Regions from separate parts of the Sus scrofa genome. Here region 2 is linked to region 1. A link is a contact called in public targeted proximity ligation data. All regions are on one chromosome and are shown on one strand. The core of a region is the stretch at or near the end of the contact, and the rest is flanking DNA. Distances in the headings are between cores, read along the strand shown.

The links.
Region 2: a targeted proximity ligation map of alveolar macrophages shows a contact between it and region 1. A contact is called at or near these places in 1 of 5 promoter capture datasets (liver) and 1 of 2 datasets of targeted methods (alveolar macrophages).

What each region holds. Positions count from the first base shown.
Region 1 is chr3:40,240,042-40,242,968 of Sscrofa11.1, forward strand. It overlaps MAPK8IP3 (C-Jun-amino-terminal kinase-interacting protein 3), which reads right to left and starts at 1,412. Exons shown (of 32, transcript XM_021086813.1): 1 at 755-1,412. The coding sequence starts at 1,072.
Region 2 is chr3:41,207,219-41,210,145 of Sscrofa11.1, forward strand. It overlaps CAPN15 (calpain-15), which reads right to left and starts at 1,392. Exons shown (of 13, transcript XM_021086917.1): 1 at 1,160-1,392.

The DNA of each region.
Region 1 (2,927 bases), core at 162-2,661:
TGAAGGTAAGTGGGGTTCCTTACAATGCGTGTGGTTCTTCTAAGTGGCTCACAAAGACATGACGTCCAATTTAGGAAGATAGAATATCTAGGACAGAATACACTCTTTCCAAATTCTCCTTTTAACTCCTCGGAAGCCACAGTGCAATTTCTCAGCCTTTTCACAGAAGCTAACAACCTCCCCAAGGGAGGGCAACGCAGGGGAAAGAAACCACCTCCATAAACTTGAGGTCTTTCACCAGGTGCCAGCGAGGCTTTGGTTCTGTGTTCATATCCATCCTTAAACTCGCCCGGGTCACAGACCTTCAAAACACCGGCCCAGAGACAAGGCACAGATCTGACAACGGACAGCCTCTGGCTGCAGAACCGTAAGATCAGAAACCTCCTTTTTCTCGGAGACTTTAAAACGGCAGCAACCTGGAGTCTAGGAAACGTTTGCGAAACACACACACAAAAGCAAAAAGACCTGGCGTTTGGGATGAGAGGTGGGTAAGGATGGGACACTGGGGCCTGAGACCCTTCGCGCTGCAAGCTCTCCCCCGTGACGCCAGGTGGTTTAGGGGTCAGGGCTCCTGGCTGGAGCAGCGGGCCGGGAGGAAGGGGGAGCCAGGGCTCAGCCCCTGGGCCCGGCGGGGGGGGTGCCCCGGGGGGCTTGGCTGGGTGGGCGGGGCGGGAGTCGGGCCCCGCCAGGGCGGGGGCTGAGGGCGGGGCCCACGGGCGGGGCGAGGGTCCCCCGCGCGGCCCGGCCCACGCACCTCTTCGGCCTGCTTGCGCAGAGCCTTCTCCCGCTCGTACTGGGTGAGCAGCTGTTCGTTGTCCTCGCGCAGTAGCTCCAGCTCCACCTCGTGCTCCTGGTTCTCGCTGAGCACGGAGTCCAGGTTCTCGAGCACGTTGACCACGAGCGGCATAAGCTCTTTGACCACCTCCTCGTCATAGCAGTGGATGAGGCGCTCGAACTCGCGGTAGATGGAGCCCGCCAGGCCCGACACCCGCTCCGACATCACCGAGCCGGAGCAGTAGTCATCCTGGTACACGACCACGCCGCCGCCCTCGTCCATCTGGATCTCCATCATCGCGGCCACCGCCGCCGCCAGCGCGGCCTGCTGTCCGCCGGCGCGTTCGCCCGCCCCGGCTGCCCGTGAGTCCGCAGGCCGCAGCCCGTCGCCTCCGCCGCAGCCGCTGTTGCCTCAGGGCTCAGCCGCTGCCGCCGCCGATGCTGATGCTGCGCCCGTCACTCAGCAGCCGGAAGTCCCGCCGCCCGGAAGTCCCGCCCTCCAGACAGCGAGGGCGGTGCCCGCCCGTCCCGCCGGCGCCCCGCCGCTAGGGGTCGCAGGTGCCCTGACGTAGGAGGAAGTCCGTCTCCGGCCGGAAGCTGGGCAGGGAACGCTTCCGGCAGGCTTGTCAGAGCCGCTGTCGGTCAGCTCCCGCGACGCTGACGGCGTAGATTTTTACCAGGGGCCGCGCGTCCGCGCAGTGTGCACAAATGCTTCCGTACGGCCTGGACTTGGGCGAGCATCCGCGTGCCCCCTCCCCCCGCCCCGAGGGAAGGGCCATTATCTTTGGGCGCCTGTCCCCTCCCTCCTGAGGTGTCCAGGATGCTGACCTGGCTGTCCTCTGACTTGCCTTTGCAGCGTCACCGCAGTACGCACGCCTACACGGTAGGTGTTCAGAGCTCTCTGCCCTTCACTTGTCCCCTCTGGGGTTCCAGTCTCATCCTAAGATCCAGCAACAAACGCTCATTTACTCCACTTCGGTGTCTTGATTTTGTGTAACTTATGCAGATTTCAGTTTCATTTCACCAATGCGTCATCTAACCCACACACTGAGTTCATTTCGATAGATATATATTTTTGTTTGGCCACACCCTCAGCGTGTGGAAGTCGCCAGGTCAGGGATAAAACCTGCACCACAGCAGTGACCGTGCCCAATCCTCAACCTGCTGTGCCACCACAGGACTCCATCTACCATTTCACTTTTTTTTTTTTCTTCATTTTTGGCCGCCCCATGGCATGTGGAGTTCCTGGGCCAGGTATCAGATCCAAGAGGCAGTCGAGACCTAAGCCACAGCTATGGCAACACCGAATCCTTAACCCACTGGCCAGGGATGGAACCTGCGTCCCAGCACTCCTGACTCCACCAATCCTGTGATGCCCCAGCAGGAACTCTTCTGTGGTTACATGTTAACTTCCACTTGTCCTATTTGATTTTCCTTAGACTCTACCAGATTTTTTTGTTGGTTTGTGATTAGGGCAGCACCCGCGGCATACGGAGGTTCCCAGGCCAGGGGTCCAATTGGAGGTACAGCTACCACCCTACACCACAGCTACAGCCACACCAGATCCAAGCCGCATCTATAACCTACACCACTGCTCACAGCAACGCTGGATCCTTAACCCACTGAGCAAGGCCAGGGTTTGAACCTGCATCCTTGTGGATCCTAGTGGGATGCGTTAGCGCTGCACCACGACGAAAACGCCTGTACTCTGCCAGTTCCCATAGGCCCTTATTTCTCCCACTTTTAGCCACCTGATTTGCATTTCCTTTCAGTGAGGTCTGAGGACACCATGAACCTAAGACTGACACTTTCAGCCTTGGCAGCCACACAGATGGCATGAATCCTGATCAAGAGCCCACTGGTGACAGCCTAGCAGCTGCCTTCCACCTGGTGTGGTGCTTCAAAGGGAGCTCAACCAGACCAGCCGGGTCCTGACCCGACTGCTGGAACCAGTGAACGTCCCTGCAGGTGACGCCCTCACACTTCCTCAGTTCTCCCCTTGCTCTGTGATGCTCACACACCCCCACCAGGAAATGGTCTGGGGTTTCAGACGCGCATTCAGACTGCTTGGGTTCTGACACAGCCTAAAATCACTACCAACCTATGAGGAATGTTGTGGAGATGGAGAGGGGCTTGGTACCATCTTTAGCAAA
Region 2 (2,927 bases), core at 142-2,641, 970 kb after region 1:
GGGTCTGGGCGGCTCAAAGGAGAGAAACGGGATCCAAGACGGAAGGTCCCTGTCTAAAGCCAGGCAGTCACTGAGCCCTGGGCCCAGCGTGGCGGGGCGGGGGTTAAGCCTGGCTCTCAGTAGGTCACGGGGTCACCAGCCTGTCTGCTCAGGGGAAGCAGCTGCAGAAGGGAAGAGGGGAGCTCCTGCCAGGAGCAGAAGGACCTGAGAGGAAATCAGTCGAGCCCAACCTCTCGCAAGACCCACTCCCAGCAGCCAGGCTCGGGGTTCCCAGTCCACGGGGGCCTCCCCAGGGACTTGGGCCAGGGAAACACTAGCCTCTCCCCGCACTCGAGAAAGTCACCCAGAAATGGCAGGATCGCGTTACCCCACCTCCTAGGGCAGCCCAGCCTCTAGCGGCAGAAGGGGATCAGGGGCACCCTCCTGACGGTGGCTCACACAGCCCCCAGGCCGGGACAGGGGAGGGGCTCCCAGGAGGGGTGCGAACCTACTTAGCACTCGGCGGAGGCCCGTGTCCCCCCAGGACACGGCCGCTCAGAGCCACCGGACCCCAAACTCCCAGGCCTGGACTCACTGGGATCCTGTGGTTGCAGTCTGGTCCCAAATTCCTGCGTGTTAGGAGGCGCCCCCACCTCCTCCAAACAAGCCCAGTCACTTGACCACACAACAGGGGTGCGCTGGTGAGGACCAGAAGAGCCCCTCTTGTGGGCAGCAAGAAGAGCGTGAAGGGTCGCCGTGCAGCCTGGCAAATCCTCTCAGGGCCCCTGTGGAAAACTTCTCGGTTCGCTCCAGCGCCAGGAGAGGGACGGGAGAACGAACTGTGGTGGCCGGCCAGTGGGCACACAAGGCGCGCCCGCGCTCCCACTCCGCGGGGCCACCGCGGGACACATCCCGAACGCAGCCGGGGACGGGACACTGCCCGGAGATAAGGGCACTCAAGGGCAGGAAAGGTTCAGGCCGCCTCCTGTGTCCACAGCACCCTGGCTGGTCTCTCGCTGTCTGGTCCCCCAGGTCCCGCCGGCTTCTCCCTCGGGCAGCGTCCCCAGCCCGGTCGTGCCGGACCAATGCCCAGGGGGCGCCGCCCGCCGGTCCCGGCCCCACGAGGGGCCAGGCCGCTCCCCCCGGCCCGGCCCGGCCCGGCCCGGGCGGCGAGACTCACCTCCGCAACCCCGCGGCGCCTTCTCAGTCCCCGCGGCCCGGGCCCGCTCGCCTGCGCCGGTCGGCCCACAACTTGTTCTCGGAGGGCAGGCGGGCCCTCTGCCGCCGGCGCGCTGCCCCGACGGCCTCCCGCGCTGAGTGGCGGAACCGGCAAGCGTCTCGACCCGGCCCGACCCGGCCCGGCCCGGCCCGCGCCTCTCCCTGCGCCGCCTCCGTAGCGTAGCGCCCGGCCGGGGCCCCAAGGCTACGGCGCGCCCGGGGCGCACGCGGCGCTGTGAATCGCGCGCCCGGACTACCGCTCCCACAAGGCGGCGCGGCGCGCGAGGCAGGCCGGGAGGCGGAGTCCGGGGCGGTGGCCCTCAGCCGCCTCGACTGGCGCCCTCCGACTTCCCGGGCCGAGCCGACCGCGAGCGCCGAGGTAGGCGCCCGAGCCGGAAAACGGGAGGCACGGCGTGCCGTGGACGCGACCGGGACTACAACTCCCAGAGTGCCCGGCGCGGTAGGGAGGGGCGGGGCTTCACACCCCCCCGCCCCGGTCGCGGCGCTTCCGGCTGCTGCTGTGCCGGGCGGCGAGGGGCTGCGGCCCCGGACCCCTCCCGGGCCCCTGCGCTGCGCTGGGCCTGCTCGCAGAACCGCCCCCTCCCTCCCGGGTCCCCTCTCGACTTGTCTGCCTCTTCCGGCCCGCAAGGGCTTCCCGGTCCTGTTTCGGTTTCGCTGGGATCGACCTGCGCTGACCACGGCCGCGCCACTCTCTGTGACCCGGGCAGGTTGCTTGCCAGAGCTCCAGTTTCTTCTGGGCCATCGGGGAACCAGTATCCCCGAGCCGCTGGAAGGACGGAGTGAGGCACACGCGCAGCCCAGCGCCAGGCAGGGAGGAAGCCGCGGGGGGGCCTCCGAGCAGAACCCGGCCCTGTTTGCTCAGAGCCTTTCCCTGCACTTTGGGTAGTCTGAGGTCACTCTCATACCCAGCAGCCGCGGACTGAGGGTAGGCGCTGCTTCCAGGACCCCCGCCCTGCGTCGCCTAAGTGCCCGGGAGGCAGCAAGACCCTCGGAAAAACGGATCGGTGTCAGCGGTTTTACCGCAGCAACTGAAGCAGGGCGAGGCTGCAGTGGGGAGTGGGGATTCAGAGGGCGGAGCTCCGGGGGCCCTGGCATTCAGAGGAGCTTGGGGAGCCGGAAAGGGCACAAGCCACGCAGGAAACACAGAAGCAAAGCCCCCTCTACCAAGAGATTCAAGGAGAGTGGTTTGCGGTCCCCTTCTGCCTTCAAGGGCCAAGTCCCGCTGGTGGCTCAGTGACTGCAGGTCCCCTTCCCTCCCAGGCCCTTTCCCTGTGCACTGCCTGAGGCAGCTGGGTCAGAGGTGGTGTCCACAGCCCTATAACCTCCCGACAAGAAAAACGGCCAAAGGTGAGCCGACGAGAAAAACGGCCAAAGGTGAGCCGTGAGACCTGATGGGCGAGGTTCTTTCCAGCCCGCTGCAGTGCTAGGGAGTAGGGAGAGAGCAGGAGCATCTCCTTCCAGGGAGGGGCAGGGCCCTGGTCAAGACAGGATCTGCCCTGGGGGACTTCCACCAGACTGCTTCTGGGCTGGGACATGAGCGGCACAGGTCCCTCCCGCACTCTGGGCACCTCCACCTGGGCCCCTTCTGTGAGCAGCTCTCCAGGAAGCGCTTCCTGGGCAGTGGCCTGGCACTGCCCTGCTTGCATTTTCAATGGTTTTCTGTCACATGTTCTCCCACCCCGGCTGGGCTGTCACCCCTGCAGGACCAG